Regions from separate parts of the Mus musculus genome. Here all the other regions are linked to region 3. The links are chromatin contacts, called in public HiChIP or PLAC-seq and promoter capture Hi-C maps. All regions are on one chromosome and are shown on one strand. The core of a region is the stretch at or near the end of the contact, and the rest is flanking DNA. Distances in the headings are between cores, read along the strand shown.

What was found. Promoter capture Hi-C pulls out the DNA fragments that hold promoters and counts their contacts. HiChIP or PLAC-seq counts read pairs in DNA pulled down with a chosen protein or histone mark.
Region 1: a contact with region 3 is called in a promoter capture Hi-C map of hippocampal neurons, with 4 times the contacts expected there. The contact joins the promoter of Zim3 here to the promoter of Zfp78 in region 3. A contact is called at or near these places in 8 of 39 promoter capture datasets (cranial neural crest, embryonic stem cells, frontonasal cranial neural crest and 5 more) and 4 of 115 datasets of contacts at active chromatin or transcription factors (bone marrow-derived macrophages, embryonic stem cells and stem cell-derived neural progenitor cells).
Region 2: a contact with region 3 is called in an H3K4me3 HiChIP or PLAC-seq map of bone marrow-derived macrophages, with 4 times the contacts expected there. The contact joins the promoter of Zfp772 here to the promoter of Zfp78 in region 3. A contact is called at or near these places in 5 of 39 promoter capture datasets (cranial neural crest, liver, maxillary cranial neural crest and 2 more) and 2 of 115 datasets of contacts at active chromatin or transcription factors (astrocytes and bone marrow-derived macrophages).

What each region holds. Positions count from the first base shown.
Region 1 is chr7:6,975,284-6,978,755 of GRCm38.p6, reverse strand. Zim3 (zinc finger, imprinted 3) reads left to right here and starts at 2,094. Exons shown (of 7, transcript NR_036631.2): 1 at 2,094-2,195; 2 at 2,286-2,372; 3 at 3,455-3,472. It also overlaps the pseudogene LOC115485607.
Region 2 is chr7:7,208,528-7,212,202 of GRCm38.p6, reverse strand. It overlaps Zfp772 (zinc finger protein 772), which reads left to right and starts at 2,205. Exons shown (of 5, transcript NM_145577.2): 1 at 2,205-2,485. The coding sequence starts at 2,408.
Region 3 is chr7:6,361,330-6,364,711 of GRCm38.p6, reverse strand. Zfp78 (zinc finger protein 78) reads right to left here and starts at 1,404. Exons shown (of 5, transcript NM_001025163.1): 1 at 1,365-1,404.

The DNA of each region.
Region 1 (3,472 bases), core at 845-3,344, 610 kb before region 3:
TCTGGAGAATGCTACATTAGCCTCATATAGGCCTCTTTAGATGGCCAATATACCTTATACTCCTCCAAGTATTTCTTTCTGCCTGGAATGCCTTAGCCTTCCCTGCCTTTCTGAATTCAGCACTGTTCCTAGAGGCTTGGTCAGTCTGGGTAGACCCTTGCAAGCACAGTAGGAGTGATTAGGATGGGAGCCCTCAGAGGAAGCACCATTTACCCTTGCAACAGCTTACCAATGACAATGCAAAAAACACAGCTCTCAGCTCAAGGCAGGAACACGACCCTGGAACTCAGATTTAGGTTAACCCAAATACCATGTTCCAAAAGTTTTAAGATACAGAACAAAGAAGGACACCTATCAAGATACTTTTCAAACACACTCATGTAATGAGCATAGTAAAAAAAAATAAAATAAATGCCTTTTAGGTATGTAAAGATGGTTTAGTCTGGAATCCCACTACAGCCAAAACTGCACCTCATAACCAGAATCCAGTGACATCACTCACTTAGGATAGCCAGACACAGTCCTAGAACCCCATGGTGCCCACTGTGCTCTTATGCTCTGAGCTCTTGAGATAGGCCACCTTGATCTGCCATGCAGCTCAAGAGCCTCCCCTAGGATCCTGACCCTTGGTAATCAGACCTCTGTTGTGCAAGTGGGACCATAGTTAAGAATTTGCAGTGTGAACCTTGTGTGACAACCCTCAGCATAATGAAATGTAATTTTTGTTATACTAACTGCGTGTATCTGCCTAACATCGGGCAGGCAGGTTAGAGGCCAGTGGAGAAGCTTCTGCTACAGGCCTCACATGCTATCTGAAGATATTCTTTTAGCTTTCAGGTTGGTGGAAGCTAGCAGTCGGCTACGGCTACTTTGACACATCCAAAATGTTTCATCTGTGCTTCACAATGACTTTAAGTTAGACGCTGTGATGGGCAAGGAATAGTCAGCTATAAGGGAGCTAAAAATGGCCCAAGATAATTAATATCCAGGTTCTGACCCGCAACATTCCAATCACTCCACAGTTACTGGCATTCTAATAGATCTGCTGTCAGGTGCAGCATCTTTCCAGAAATTACAGTTCACACTGAGCATCTTTAGGACGCATCCAGGAACACGGACAAATTTCGTAGGACCACTGACAAATTTGGTGGCCCCACTGTGCTCCCCCCCCACCACCACCACCACCAATGACAACGGTAGAGCTCAATCCAGGGGGCTGTATCGGCTCCCGGGACCTTTCAACAAGCAGGGATTTAAAAGCTCACATGTCAGAGTCCACTCACCTGTGTGTGGTCCTTGCCCGGCCACCATAGTCGGATTATCCGTGGGCGGGGTGAGATGGACGGAGCGCCTTGCAGACCTCAGGAAAACCTCCCCACGCCTGTCCGGCCTTGGCTTGGTGACAGGGAAACTGGCTGGACTCGAGACCGCGGGACCTTCCGTGGAGATGGTAAACCACTAACTACCCTTGGCTGCTGCAGACTAAAGGACGAGGGCTTAGAGGTCGCGGCCCGCCGGAGGAACACACCACACAGGTTTGCATGGACTTCCGGAGAGAATTTTTATCTTCCGGTCCTTTTCAAATCCCGCTACAATCCTGGAAAGTGTCCCTTGGCTCCCTCGCACTCCAGTCCCCTGGAACCAAAGTGCTGAGGCCATGGCGTGCCAGTAACCCGGAAATGAACCACGGCTTGTTAGATTATTGGGCTCACGCACAGCGTAGTCTGGGTAATGTGGTCTTCATAGGTTTTTCTCACGGTGTCCGACAGGACTAACAGTGCGTAAGTCTCGCCCAGTGTGAAAGACGTTAAAAGTCCCAGTTTCTTTCAAATGTGGGGGCATCTAGAAGATGGAGTTTGTGGGAAAGGACTCACAGATAGGGGTGAGACTGGCATTCTTCAGCCAGTGAAATAAAGCTTGGGAAGCAAAGGGATTTTTGCCCATCTAAGGGTCAGTGCAAAGGTGTGGATCCCAGCACTCAGCGGATCTCATGATGTGTCCCTTTTAGACACTGCCTACGAAGATCGTCTTCTAAGACAACAGAAAATGTAGCTTAATATTCTTCATGAGGAAGATGGAAGCCTCACCTCAACATATTTGTTGCATCACCCTTACTGACCTAGGGCTTGCTTGTGTGGCAAGAACAGCCTCGACAGATGCACGACTCCTGATCTGTGAAGGCTAGGTGGTAAAGGGTAGGTGGTGGAGAGGCCTTCCCAGTTTATCCTCTCACTAGCTTCCCTCTTCTTTCTGAGATATATAAACTCTATATTCTCAACTTCCAGCCAGGCATAGCGGTACTTGCCTATGATTTCAGTACTTGTGAAGTGGAGATCGAAAGATCAGGAGTTTGAGGTCATCCCAGCCCTATAGTAAGTATGAGGCCAGCCTGGATTACATGTGACCTTGTCTCAAAAAAGACCAAAACCAACAATAAAAAACTTCCCTGAAATGACTTTCTTTAGTTCTGCATATGAATGTGATGCCTAGTTTGGGTGCCTGGTCTAAGTCACTTAACATAATGGCCTCTGTCTCCTTCCATGCTGTTGCAATTGGCAAGATTTAATTATTTTATATGGCTGACTAGTGTTCCATTATACATGCATACCACATTTTCTTTTTTTTTTTTAACTCTTTTTATTTATTTATTTATTTATTTATTTATTTATTTATTTATTATATGTAAGTACACTTTAGCTGTCTTCAGACACTCCAGAAGAGGGCGCCAGATCTCGTTACAGATGGTTGTGAGCCACCATGTGGTTGCTGGGATTTGAACTCTGGATCTTCAGAAGAGCAGTCGGGTGCTCTTACCCACTGAGCCATCTCACCAGCCCCCACATTTTCTTTAGGCATGAACATATAGGTTGATTCAATTTCTTGGCCATTCTGAACAGTGCTGCAACAAACCTACAAGAGCAGATACTTCTTCACCATCTTGATTTTATTTCCTAAGGTATTTTTGGTGCTGGTGCTGGTGGTAGCAATGAGTTTTCTGTTTGTTTATTTTGTTTGTTGGAGTCAGTGTTTTGTTACATGGCTCAGCTGGGCCTCAAACACATGGTCCTCCTTCCTCTCATCTTCTGTGCTTGGATTACAGGATTGCACCATTCAGCTATTTCCTCTGGATATACAACCAGAAGTGGGAATGCTGGGTTTTATTTTTCTTCCCTTTGAGCAGAGCTTGAACTCAAAGCCCCACCTCCACAGTGACACACTTCCTCTAACAAGGTCACACCCACACCAGTAAAGCAACACTCCAAATAGTGGCATTCCCTACGGCCAAGCATCCAAACACATACATCTATGGGTGGCCCACCCTATTTAAACCACCATGGAAACAAATACAGGGCAGTAGTTTGGGAAACTATATCGTACGGCATGTTCCAAAGAAATTCTGATCTTTGTGGGGTTTTTTTGTTTTGTTTTGTTTTGTTTTGTTTTGTTTTTTCAGTTCCAAGCAAATCTTCCT
Region 2 (3,675 bases), core at 956-3,455, 850 kb before region 3:
GATATGTAAGACCATCAGGAAACACAGATATTTACACTAAGATTCATGACAGTAGTGAAACTACAGTCATGAAGTAGAAATGATAATTTATGGCTGGGGGTCCCCATAACAAGAGGAACTGTGATAAAGGGTCCTAGGATTAGAAAGAGTGAGCACCACTGCTCTTGCACATGGTTGCCTAAAGTAGAAATTCAGCATAAGTGATATGATAAGGGGGAAAGCAGCTACATAAATTTAATCATCTGAATCGACATGGTAGGTGAAAAAAAGTGACTTTTCTAAATTGTACTCTGACTTGCATAAGTGTAGGAACATACACAAGCACACACCTTTTTTAGGTGAGTAAGAACTCATGAATTTATTGTCTTCATTACAAAATCAGCATAGAACTAAATCATTGTGCATTGGTGTTGGCTACATCTCTGTCTCCATCTGTCTCTCTGTCTCTCTCTGTCTCTCTGTCTCTCTGGTTTGTTTGTTTGCTTGCTTGCTTTTTGAGACAGGGTTTCTCTGTGTACTCTGGCTGTCCTGAAACTCACTCTGTAGTCCAGACTGACCTTGAACTCCATCATATGTCTGCTATATGTACCAATGCCACACGGCCGCAAACACCATCTTTATAAGAGTAAAATTAATAAATAAAATTGGACTGTAAGACTGGATCACTATCAGGGACATCAGCCCTCTGCCTGGGCTTAGGACCCACACACCAGGGTGCTGCAACAATCAGGTAAGCTAAGGATTCTCTGCCACCCATCCAGCATCAACAGGCCAGCAGACAGGGATGTGCAGAGAGGCACATGGATAGGGGCGTTTGTACCCAAGGCTTAGACCAGTTATACTGTGGTGGTGCAGACTTCAGACCTGTCTCAGCTCCAGGGGAAAACCTTTTCTCCCTCTCCCTCTCCCTCTCCCTCTCCCTCTCCCTCTCCCTCTCCCTCTCCCTCTCCCTCTCCCTCTCCCTCTCCCTCTCCCTCTCTCCTTTCTTCCTTTCCTCTGAGTCAGGCTTTCTCTGTGTAGCCTTGGCTGCACTAGATGGTAGACTAAGCTAGCCACAAACTCAGATATCCACTAGGATTATATGTATGCACTAACAACTCCCACCACTCTTCCTGCCTTTCTGCACACAGTGGGTTCTGGTCAACATAGTTCAGACAGTTAGCCATGGATACCAGGGCAGTTGCAGAGATGGACAGTGGAGAAGCAGTGTTAAGGAGTTAACAGGACTCCCAGCAGACTAGATCACAGTACATATGCTCCAGTGTTCCCTTTCCCCGGGAAGCTGCTACTCGAGTCTTTCCTTTGAAGTGAAGTGCATCCTCAGTGCCACACCAAAGTCATTTTCTGGGCTGAATCCCGTAATGCATCCCCAAATTTCTCTTAGCATGGGAATGCATAATAGAAAAGTTATTCGTGATGACCTCCTGTCTGATGTGTATAACTGAGAAGAGTTTGAATTCTTGAGATCAGTGGTGAAAGGATACTCGATTCCAAATATGTCCTTTCTTTCTTCCTCTATGGTAATTTCCTAAGTTTTCTTTGCAAGAAGACCTGTCAGGTATCATTCACACAAAGACCTATAACCTGTTGGGTCTTAAATCCAAGGCAAAAATGTTGAACTAAAGTGTCCATTAACATATCAAACTGGACAGTGGCCTCTCAGCATCCCTCTGTTCCTGGCTGGCATGCCTCCCCCCAACCCCCAGCCACCACACAGCCCAAACTCCCCAGTCCAGGTGATCCCCTGGGCTTTCCTCCTTCCAGCTCCTCTGACCACTCTATAACTCAGCCACTTTTAGCTGTGCTAGTCTCTTGGCTCAGGTGGTCCCTCTTGGTTGGAGGCCCCTCTTTCTCTTTTCAGATCTCCTCTCCTCACATGGCCCAGCTTAGGGTCATGTTCACTCTGTAAGGTTTTCTGTCTGGTCTGGAACTCACTGTGACAGGCTAGTTTCTAATCCCAAACATCAACTTGCCTCTGCCAGCAGTTCTGGAATTCAGGAGTGTTTCAGCAAGCCCGGCTTTTGGAGCTCAAGGAAATATTGACACATCTATAATCACAACACTCTCCCTAACAGATTGAGTGTAAGGCTCCATCTGGGGAGGTGTGTCCACTTCCTGGCGCTTGATCACGTCTGAACTACATTGTCCAGAAGACATTGCACCGAGAAAAGCCAATGAAAATAGGCGCGTTAGTGACGACAAAAGGACGCTGGGCGGGACTTTCGGCTTTGCGTGCAGGAGGTTCTTTGAAACTTTCTGGATCTGTCAGTCTGCTTCACAGAAAACTGGTTTTATCAGTATTGGTCATGGCAGGAAAACTGTAGAGTTGAGGCGTTTTTCCTCCGTCACGGAGACGGAGCTGAGGTTTTCGACAGCCCGTGTGATCTAATCCAAGCTTGGAGGAGGGATGGCCACATCCCAGGGCCCGGCTGGCCAGTGGAGCCCAATGGTGATTGTGGAGGCTGCGGGTGGAGCCCTGCCCCAGGTGAGTGCCTAGTGATCGCCCACCTACCTGAGTTCTAGAGCGCTGAGATCTGGGTCAGGAGCCAACAGGGTAGACTCCCATGTCCCCGACTGTAGGGCACCGGTGGACGAAATTATGGTAGTTGGGTTGTTTTGTTTTGTTTTGTTTTGTTTTTGTCATCTGTGTGCTAGATCGCTTGAGCCATCCCATCTGACTCAGTGTGGTGGACTGTACCTCTCAAGGCTTGTGGGAGGGCCTGAGCTCTACTGGCATTAGATGAGGGAATTAGATTAGATTCTGGTGGCCAAGAAGATTTGAACAGGTGAGAGATTCCATCTAGTCAGTTTTCTGAGCATGGGGTGGGGGTAATATGGGTGTAGGCAGAGACCTGTGAATCCTTGGGTAAATCCTGTGCACTCATGTTTGAGTTGGAATGCAAGCTGTAGCAGGGGTGGGGGAGTTGTAGGGTGGGTGATGGTGGTGTTCAGATCTTTGATGGAGTTATTTTATTCTCTCTGTATGCCCCTCTCCCCCACCTCCTTTCCTCCTCCACCGCCCCCAGGAGGCCTGGTGGGCTCCTGCTCTCCCTCCCTCCCTCTACCCTTTCCACTCTCTCCTCTTCCGTCTTCCTTAACCCCTCTCCCTATTCCTTTGCCTCTCTCCCTCTCCCTCCCCCTCCCCCTCTCCCTCTCCCCTCCTTCTCCCTCAGACTGGGCCTCTCTATGTAGTCATGGCTGTCCTGTCTCTCTATGTACCAGGGTGTCTTCAAACTCAGAGAGATTCTTCTATCTCTAACTCACAAGTGATGAGATTAAAGAACCCTTTGTTATATTTTTACTTTATTCATTTACTTTTGATCTAGGCTCAAACTCACTGTTTACACCACACTAGCCTCAAATTCACAGAGATTTGCCTTCTTGTGGGTTAGGGTCTCCTTTGGGTAAGGGCTGCCAACTGAACTCTGGTTCATGGTGGAAGAGCCCTAATCGGAGCCAACCACTCCTACCTTTCCAATGAGTTTTAAAAACTCAGCCATCAGGATGTGCTGCTGAACTAAGTGTAGCTGTGAGGGAAAATTAAATTAAAAATAATTTTATTTTTTAAATAATATTACTAAGTTATATTAGTAATTAAAATTAATATTACTAATTTTTAAATACTACTGAAAGATTTTACAATTCTATGATTGCATTCAGCATTTGAGTAGTCTG
Region 3 (3,382 bases), core at 155-2,654:
CTGAGACTCATGCAATCTCATAACTGTAGCCCTGTAAAGTCAAAATTAAAAAGCAGATCACATGCTCGCAACATACAATGCCAAAGCATACACATTATTTCCAAAAGTGGGGCTGGAGAAATGACTCAGCAGTTAGGAACACTGGATGTTCCTCTAGAGGACTGGGGTTCAATTCCCAGCACCCACATGGCAGCTTACAACTGCCTGTAACTCTAGTTCCAGGAGATCCATGCCTCCAGCCATGCATTTGGTGTACATATTTGTGCATGCAGGCAAAATATCCATACAAGCAAAAATAAATAAATCTTTAAAAATAAAAACACATTCCAAAAGGGAGAGAAAGGAGCACAATAAGAAAATCAATACTGGACCAAAGAACAAAGACGGAAAACAAGCAGGGCAAACTCTAAATTCTGCATCTCTGTGTCATTCAGATCTCCGAATCCTTTCAGCTTTGCTGACTGCCACGTACTTCTCTGTCTTGGGCTGGTTCCACACTCAGGCTGCAGCTACCCCACGACTCTAGTATCTCCAACATCTTGAAGTCTCCAACACAATCCTATCTTCACTTTACCCACTTCCCTCAACGGCCTCTCAGGATTTCTATGCAGGGATACAATACTCCTGTCAGAAAGCTCTTTGAATCCTTTCCTTTTGAGTCGCTATGGACACTTCATCACGTAAGCATGGCTGTGTAAATCATTTATCTGAGTGTGGGTTGCACACGCCTGTAATTACAGCACTTGGAAGGCTGAGTTAGGAAGATCAGAGTTCCAAACTCATCCTCTACTTACATAAAGAGTTTGAGGACTGCTGGATTACATGACATTCTGTCTCGAAACATCAACAAAAGGACTGGCATCTGGTGATCAACCTCAGCTCCTGTCCTCTCCTGGATGGGGTTTGGGACTGATCCTCTAATCCCGTTTAGCGTCTGCGATGATCAGCACCGACTCTGAAACTACCTTGAGTCTTGTCAGCCATCAATCAAGAGCAGTCAACAAGGTATTTATTACTTTGGAGATTCCAAGCATTTAAGTGCTGTAATGCAGATCACTGGAAGACACACTTATCATCATACATTTCACAGTTCTCTCACAATCACAGCACTTATTTCTCTCAGACTCTGTCTCCCTCTCTCACACCGAAAACTTACAGCCCAGTTCCTTTCACACACGCACGGGCCTGGCACACCCAAGCACAGACTTAGATCCGGACGCCCAGTCGTCTGAGCTTTCGTGCCCCCTAGATTCCACGCAACCGCCTGCCTACCTCCAGACAGAAAACACAGGGACCACGAGGATCTCCCCTGCCCGCAGCGCTCGGGCTCCCACTCCCTAACAAGCGCCCGCTAGCTGCCTTACCCAGACGCTGTCAACCGAGGAACGCTGGGAGGTTTCCTACAAGCTATGTGTGCGCAAGCGCAGCCTCTGCCAGCGACGACCTAAGAGCTTAATCTGAGAAAGGTGGGGCTGAAGGGGCGTGTACTCAGCGAAGTCTGCGATGAGAAGCGGGTACTACGGAGAACAGTTTCTTAGACTGAGGGTGAAGGCAAAGCTAAGCAGAGAAGAGCAAGGGTCTCAGAAGTTTGATGTGAGGGGCTGGGCTTAGATAGGAAGGTTCCCAGAAGAAACTGGAGTAAGGGGCGGGGCTTGGTGGAGAAGGGGCGTGTTCTCAGCAGAGTCCCTGGAGAGGGCGGTACTAAGTGGGTAAGGGGCGGGAGCTTATCCGTATTAGGTGAGGGGCGGGGTTATCAAGTAGGGCGGGTTCTCAGCTCTGTGTGAGGTGAGGTGAGGGCAGGGATTAGAGGAGGGGCGGGTTCTCAGAAGAATCCGAGGTGAGGGCGGGGCTTAGCAAGAACGGTTGGTCTCCGCCTCCGGAGGTGAGGGCGGAGCTTGGAGGAGAAGGGGCGGGTTCTCAGCGGCTCGTGTGAGGGCGGTGCTAAGCATTGAAGGAGTGGGTTCTCGGCAATCTGAAGGGGCGGGGCTTAGCCAGTAGGGCGGTTCTCCTCACAGTCAGAGGTGAAGGCGGGGCTTGAAGAAGGGGCGGGTTCTCAGCAGATTCTAGAGGGCGGGACTTAGTATAGAAGGGGCGGGTTCTCAGCAAAATCTAGAGGGCGGCGGGGCTTGAGGCGAAAGAGCAGGTTTTCAGCGTAGTGCATGGTGAGCCTGGCGCTAAGCAGAAAAGGGGAGGGTTTACAGCATTCTGAGATGAGGGGCAGGGCTTAGCAAGTAGGGAGGTTCTCCCCGCAGCCCGAGGTGAGGGCGGGGCTTGAAGGAGAAGGGGCGGCTTCTCAGAGGAGTCAGAGAAAAAGGGCAGAATTTGAGGAGAAAGGCACCATTTAAGACTGTTTGCAGAACGGATTGGAGCTGTGACAGTGTGTGGCTGAGTGCGTGATTATACAGAAGGGTTGCCCAGGATTCCTAGCCGTGTCGGTTAGGGCGAGTCTTGCGCCAGCTCTTTGTTAGGCTCCCCACCCTTTCGTGAGGCTTCCCTCACACTCTTTTGTGAGCCTCCTTGATGTCACTGTCCCTTACTTAACCAAGCTCGATCTTTATTGTTAGTTTTTGAGATTATAATTTTTGTAGAGGGAGATTTGAGGTGGTTAGCCCAGACTAACCTCCGAAATGGGTAACTCTTGATCTTTCTGTATCCATTCGTTTTCTTCCAAATTGAAATCAATGGTGTGAGCCCCCACGACGCAAGGCTTGGAAGTTTGATCTTTGCGGGAAAGCTTTGCTACAATAAAAACAGCCACTATTCTACATCTGATTGTCTCCTCCCTCCCACTCATGTTGATCACCTCTGGGATCAGCAAACCAGCATATGTTTCACCTACAAAATGGGAATGTCATAATGTTGGAAGCAGCAAATACGACAATGTCATAGGAACCAAAATATAAGAGTCAGATTTTTTTTCTTTTTTTTTCTTTTTTTTTTCCTTTTTCCGGAGCTGAGGACCGAACCCAGGGCCTTGGGCTTGCTAGGCAAGCACTTTACCACTGAGCTAAATCCCCAACCCCAAGAGTCAGATTTTTTTTTCTGCCTTTTGCCAAACTAGAAATTAACCCTGCATTGAAGAACCAAGAAATCGATAGTTGTATTAAAAGCTGAAACAAATAAAACGAGGCCATGTGGATGAAGAGAGAGAAGAAGCAAAGACAGTTCCCTGGCTTCTTGGATCTTAATTTCCACAGATAAAGCAGACCTGACAAATGGGGGGCTATAAAGAAATATAAAGTAGGGAGGGTGTGTCATACATTTCCTGATTTCTTCAGATAACATTTCAACATCTTTGAAAACCTATTCCATAAAAGATATCTGCTAGTTGTCATCAATTCAGTTTTGACAGTACCTGGAATTGAAGGCTTGGCCCTACAAA